Regions from separate parts of the Capsicum annuum genome. Here region 2 is linked to region 1. A link is a contact called in public Hi-C data. All regions are on one chromosome and are shown on one strand. The core of a region is the stretch at or near the end of the contact, and the rest is flanking DNA. Distances in the headings are between cores, read along the strand shown. Region 1 has its middle 9.3 kb from the start of LOC107866939. Region 2 holds the start of LOC107866942 (purple acid phosphatase 2).

Evidence for each region. A called contact is a pair of places that touch in the nucleus more often than the background predicts.
Region 2: a contact with region 1 is called in a Hi-C map of leaf, with 2.7 times the contacts expected there. The contact joins the promoter of LOC107866942 here to the enhancer-like site in region 1. A contact is called at or near these places in 2 of 5 Hi-C or Micro-C datasets (leaf and placenta).

The regions. Positions count from the first base shown.
Region 1 is chr4:226,569,425-226,572,915 of UCD10Xv1.1, reverse strand. No RefSeq gene overlaps it. Among protein-coding and RNA genes, the nearest start is that of LOC107866939, 9.3 kb to the right of the region's middle. Within about 2 kb of position 2,050, at least 2 of the 5 cell types and tissues checked have an H3K27ac peak or open chromatin away from gene starts, as enhancers often do. A contact at or near this core is called in leaf, where this site is marked.
Region 2 is chr4:226,643,094-226,646,479 of UCD10Xv1.1, reverse strand. It overlaps LOC107866942 (purple acid phosphatase 2), which reads right to left and starts at 1,410. Exons shown (of 8, transcript XM_016712990.2): 1 at 1,069-1,410; 2 at 157-357; 3 at 1-62. The coding sequence starts at 1,254.

The DNA.
Region 1 (3,491 bases), core at 801-3,300:
ATAGGTTTTCCAAGTTCCCTTTGTCACTTCCCCCACTCCTGCTTTTCTCAATTTATAGATAATGCAATTACTTTCCTTGATCCGGTATCCAATATTTTCACAAAATTTTTGCGAACTCCCCCAGCCGAAACCTACCCACAGCATTGCACAGATTAAACACAATTACCTAGCTTAACATGCAAAACTCTCCTTCCATTTAATGTCTTCTCTCCCACCTGACACAAGAAAAAAGAGGAAAGGAAAGAATAGTAACATCACAAGATGATGCGCAACTCCACAGTTTAACTGAACATAGCATCTTCCCGCCAATTTTCCGCCATAATTATAAACATGACATCCCTGTAGTACAAAATTCAATTTGCTCCGCGAAAATTATCCACATGAAATACATTTTATACTGTACACGCACACGTGCAACACACATATACCACCAAATAAGTAATACCTCAAAAGCAAAACAACAACAGGAGAGCAGATCTTAATCAATGTTTGTTAATGAGTTTCTCCAGACAACATCTGCAGACATTACATGGTAGAACTCACGGGAATTCAAGATCTCTCAACTCAAGCCAAAAAGCGATAGATACCAAAAATTTGTATTATCCAGCCAAATGCACATACATCTATATCAAATTTGAGTTCAAACACTAAATTCAACTCTCCAGACTTGATGTAAAACGAGTTACAAGATATAGAGATTCAAGAGATAATCAAGAAATTAAGAAGAGATAAGTAAGAAAGAAAGAATAATCCCACAATTGAAGTAAATTAGAGATGAACAAATGTTGATTTGTGACTCTCTAATTTGAACAAACAATTACATGATTAATTCAAAGGAGAATGGAATTGAACTCATACGTGAATAATCTTACCAAAAGATATTCAAGAGAGATCCAATGTAGAGACAAAGGGATAAACCCACAAACTCATCAAAGAGTGTTCAATCTAAAAATGTAGTCTAACCTAAAATATGCTCATCATATTCTATTTCTACTTCTAGGGTAAGCTAATATATGAAAAGACATAAATTCCCTTGATTTAATGTGCATTATATTATGACTAAAAAGGACCCTAAAATATCATGTTAATGTTCTATTATGTTGATTCTTGGCTTTCCATACTCTCTTGAAATACTTCACATTTTTTTTGTCAAGTTGAAATCCATCTATGCAATTAGCACTTTCTGAACTTGCATCAAGACTATTTTTAACTAGTGCCATTGTAAAAGAATTTATAAACTAAAAGTGAGATGAAAGAATGACCTTATAAAAATCTAATATTTTTAGGGGGGAGAGTAATCTTGATAAATTCAATACTAGAATCACTGCCTACTTATGTAATGTCTTTACTTCCCATCCCAGCTAAGGTTGAAGATAGACTTGACAAGCTGAGAAGAGATTTTCTGTGGTTGGGAAACAAAGAAGGAAAAGGCCTGCACTTAGTTAAATGGCAGAATGTAAAGTTACACAAGCAGTCTGGTGGCCTTGGTATCAGAAATTTGAGATTACAAAACAAAAGTCTTCTTTCAAAATGATTATGGAGGTTCACTACTGAGACACACGTTTTGTGGAGGGAGGTGATAGTATGTAAATATGGTTTGGAAGGGAATTGGTGCTCCAACTTAGTGAACAACACCTATGGTGTCTCGATGTGGAGAACAACTAGGAATTTATGGCCTGACCTATCCAGAAATATTGCTTACAAGGTGGGATCTGGTACTAAAACCTTGTTTTGGAAGGAGAATTGGATCGGAAATGTGACGTTGATGGAAATGTTTCCAGATCTTTTCTCCTTGAGAACTAACTCAGAAGAGACAGAGGCTAAAGTTCGGTCACAGCAGGGATGGAACATAGCTTTCAGAAGATTCCTTAATGATTGGGAGATTGGAAAAGTTAATGAGCTACTTAAAGTCTTGAATGGATGCACAGAACTATCAGAAGAGGAAGACTCAATCAAATGGAGGCACAATAGAGATGGGATGCTCTCAGTTAATAGATTATACACCAGGGAAGTGAAGGAGCTACAAGGTTGCAGGATAGGGCCCTGGAAGAAGATCTGGAAGACCAAGATACCAACCAAGATAAAGTGTTTCTCTTGGTTGGTGGCCAGGAGGGCTTGTTCTACACATAAGAGATTGAAAAAGAAAGGTCTCCAGATTGTATCTTGGTGTTCTCTATGTAATGAGGTAGAGGAGACTTATAGCCACCTGTTTCTACATTGCAGAGTGCCAACAAGATTGTGGAACCTATTTTTGGGTGTTACACAGATGGATCATGCCAGAACATACATCAGACCTTCTTAGTTGCTGGATCAGAAGAGGAGGGAGCAAAACTCAAAAGAAGTGGTGGAACATAATACCATCATGCATTTGGTGTTCTATTTGGAAGGAAAGAAACAACAGGTGCTTTGAAAACAAGGCTAATCCAATTGATAAAGTCAAATGGTTATGTATGTCTACCTTTTATTTCTGGTGTAAAGTAGAAGGATTAGAAGAAGATTCACAGATTAGAGAATTTATAGGAAACCTGTAATCTATTTTATTTTCTGGTTTTTTGCTGTGAAACAATTTTTTGGAGGTCTCCTGCATTATCCTCAATGCTGATGAATACAACATTACCTTTATCAAAAAAAAAAATCTAGCATTTTAGAGATTGAATCCAAATAGTTAAGTCTTCCAACACATGCTTTAAACTACACTGCTCACTTTATTCACTATACAGAGCTACTAAAGATTTTTGTGGGGATAAGTAAATAGACACGCTTCCTTACAAAAAAGGTGAAAAAGACAGGCTTCAACATGAATTCAGGTTTTTCATTCTACTTAAGAAGTTTACATATTGAAATTTTTCACAAATGAATCAACTAGATAGTTTAACAATCGTACCATGATCCTGGAATTTACAGAAAGATCAAAAGTGTTTTCGTGCGTCGGTTAAGATCGCTGGGATTTTCACTCTAATTAAAGTGATGACAAAACCTTGTAAGAGAACATGCAGATGCAGACATTGCAAAAAGTAAGGCCACTTAAAAGGTAATCTAGACAAATAATTATGTTAGTACCATGAGTAACTGGAAGATACATATCATTTGAAGTAATTTGAACATTCATGTTTGGGTCTTGGTGGATTATGGTGAAGGACTAAAGCAGAAACAGCCAACAACAAGCAGCTTTCCACTTATACACTCCACATATTTTAATCTGTTAAAGTCTAACCCATCAATTTAAAAAGAAAAGGCAAGTAAAATGGCCTCATTGATTCTAAAACGCCATTTCAGTCTCTAAAATATAAAATGCAAGTCACGGAAGCTACTAGTTATTACACTTATTTGTCATATCAATTCAAATCCACCACAAACACGAGATTGATAGAAGGAAGAATTAGGGCATTTCTGTGTACATAATATTAGCTACTCCATGACACATACAAGAGAAGCAAACGGAGCTATGCTCAGGAAAAGCTGAGGTCCACAAACTTGAAGTCACATGTTAA
Region 2 (3,386 bases), core at 161-2,660, 74 kb before region 1:
ACAAACCAAAACTGTCTGGTTGTATTTCCTAAGCCCACTTCATAATAGTACTTTGTATCAAACTGCAACAAGATCAAGAATATAGTTATCTTAAGCATTTCTAATCGTTCAATACAGAAGCGACAGACAACAAGCTCATATAGAATTACATTGTACCTCCAGATCGTTGATGGTACAGTGATGAATATATCCAGACGTGTAATTGCAGTACTTGTAGCGAACAACAAAGCCCTCAGCAGAGCTCTTCACACAACTATTTTCGGTCCAATAGAGGACTGTATTTGCGCCCGGTTCATTAGGTGTAGTCCAAGAAACGATCACACCCTTTCCATCATGATCACCTTGTGTTATGTAGACCTTCAAGATCCACATTCATTTCATCGGATGAGCTAAACCGAAATACACAAGTTGGCACCAAAGTAAAGCAACAGCAAGAACATCAACTATAAATGACAACAGATAAGTAAGCATGCTCAATCCATGAATGTAATGAACCCCAACACCTATGTTATAGCATCTTGAAGCCTAAATAGCTATATTGCTCGAACTTTTCAAAATGGTTGACAGGCGCTTGTTGAATCCTCCAAAAGACACCAGTGCGACAACATTTTTAAAGAGTCCGAACAGCATAGCGAAGCAGAATCATTCCACTATTATGATTTTAAAACATAGTTCAATAATTAAAAGGTTGGGAAGATCCCTCCACAAAGTCGATTGTTTGACAAGGAACAATTAACCAAATAAAAAATCATTTTTCAGTAAGGAACTAAAAAGACAGAAACTTAGAAATAATAACCAATGAATCAATCATAACTCTTCAATTCTACATTAATTAGAACTTTTTCTACAGTAAAGTCAACTTAACCTCGGATTATACTTTCCTAAGCTCATATATAGAAGCAGATCCAAAATTTAAAGTTTATGAGTTCGAAATTCTAGTCCTTTAAAGTTACTTAATTCTAATTATACATATTCAATAAATTTCGTAAGATAAATACATAATTTGAGCTAAAATTACTAGGTTTGATCGAACACGTAAGTTAGTAGTTGAAGAGAAAACATTAGAACCTGCTGGGGAGCATTGTAACCATGTGGCACTTGAAATACATCACTGTCCAATGGCATATCAACATTAGAATTATAATTTCTCACATAATCACTAGTTATTCCACCCACACACAACTGAATTTTGGTAATCAAAATTAAGCCTATTAGTAAACATAGAAATCCAGAATAAACACTCTGCTCAACCATTTCTTTGATTTGAATTAAAGCTCAAACAGCTTCTTGCTTTATGTTTTTCTTTTTTTAAATTTTTTTTATATATTTATAGACTTGTTTGGTTATGTTTATGGTCTTAGTTGAAATTAAATGAAGCTCCACGTATAGGCAAAAATGTCCACATTTTGTATTTTACTTATTATAGTGATAGATAGATAGACATCTCTATGATGTAAAGAGGTGGAAAGAATATTCATTATTCCTTAGGAATATCTGCTGATGAAATGCCGCCATTTAAACTACATAATCTTAGTGAGTTAAACAATTTCATTTATTTGGACGTTATTTTAATATTCTAGTTATATAAAGTTATGTTTGATACTAATAGTTTCTACTGTGGTTTATAATAATGTAGACTTCATTTTATCATCAAAAAGAAAATTATACTATATCTGACTTTGAGCTGTAAATTACATGCATTGATCATTATACTCTTAGACCCCGTTTGACCATGAAAATCATAATTTTTTGGAGTTAGAGTTGAAGTTGGAGTTGTGTTTGACCATGAATATAAATTAAAGTTATTTTTGAAATTTTAAAAGAGAAGTATGAGTGAAAAAAGCAAACACCATAATTTTTATTTTTTTCACTAAAATAAAATATTTTTCAAAAAAAAAGTAAAAAATTACTCATGACTAAACGGCTACTTAATTGTGCGCTTGAAATACCAAAATGAGTTTAGCCCAATTCACTTTTTTCAAACCAATTATACTATGGATCTAGCCCAATTTGTTTCCCATACCTTTGGGCTCAAGAAAAAAATGGGCCTTTCAAAGAATTAATTCTTTCGGAATTCTATCAATAATCACTATGCTTATAATACCTCGCAAATCATCATAGTATTTTGAGAAAACATCCAATTACCTCATGAACTATACCAAAAAAGGTTATGACATATCTCAACTTAAAGGTGGTCCTATTACTCCCTGAACTAATTAAAAGTATAATTTTGACACCCTTAGTGCCTACGTGGCACATACGTGACACACACGTGTGCCTACGTGGACACTTCAGTGTGTTGTACCACGTATGTACCACGTAGGCACTAAGGGTATCAAAATTACACTTTTAATTAGTTCAGGGGGTAATAGGACCTCCTTTAAGTTGAGATGAGTCATAGCCTTTTTGGGTATAGTTCAGGGGGGTAATTGAGTATTATCTCTAATATTTTCAATGTAAAAATTACATATATAACGACATGTTTACTAGTATTTACTAAAAATCTCAACTATTTCCAAAATCTCATAAAATCCCAACTTTTGACCTTTGATGATACATGTTAATTAACTTAGATACATACCACGGATTCATATTTTAATTAGACAAACTGGCACGTTTTAAGGGAGGTAACAGATAATTTTGCATTAAAACAACAATTAAGCCAACTATTTATGGTAAAAACAAAATAAAATCCCACGATTTATGGTAATTAATTTGTTATTCCACCATTCTAAAGAAAAACCTTTCCATAATCTGTTTTGAAACTGCAAAAACTTTATACGACTTGTTCAAGAAATTCATACGACCATTTTTATTAATTTATTTGTGTATTTGAAATGAATATTTATGTGCTGTTACGTCATTCCATTGTTTGGGTTAACGAAATCAACTATATGGGCTATAAGAGAGATGGAATCGTGGTCAGTGAACATGTAACTTACGAAAAAACTGATTTTGACAATTGCCGATGAACTGGAAATCGATGAAACCCAAAAAAAATTGAGGCTCGTTACATTGTTGAAGAAAATGTTTGTCCGTTGTTGATTCGTAGTGAAATGAGTGTGAAGCTGTATGTCGGAATTAAGAAAACTGAGCGTGGTTTTGGGACGGATCCACTAATTATCACTGCATTCAATTTATATGCCAACAGATCGGACAAGAAAAGGTATGTTATGTTTTTTATGTATCAGTTGTTGCTAATTATTTGTACGTTAATTTTATTTTGTATCTAACGTTTGGTTGATTATTGTTTTACAGAAATTTTTTGTCCTTATGTTAATAAGGCCGAGATACATTTTTTTGAGCTCATGATATATTTTGCTCATCTTGTATCTGAGTTTATAAAGTTCTGTTTAATTATGTATCACGTTATGTTTTAGTTTTAT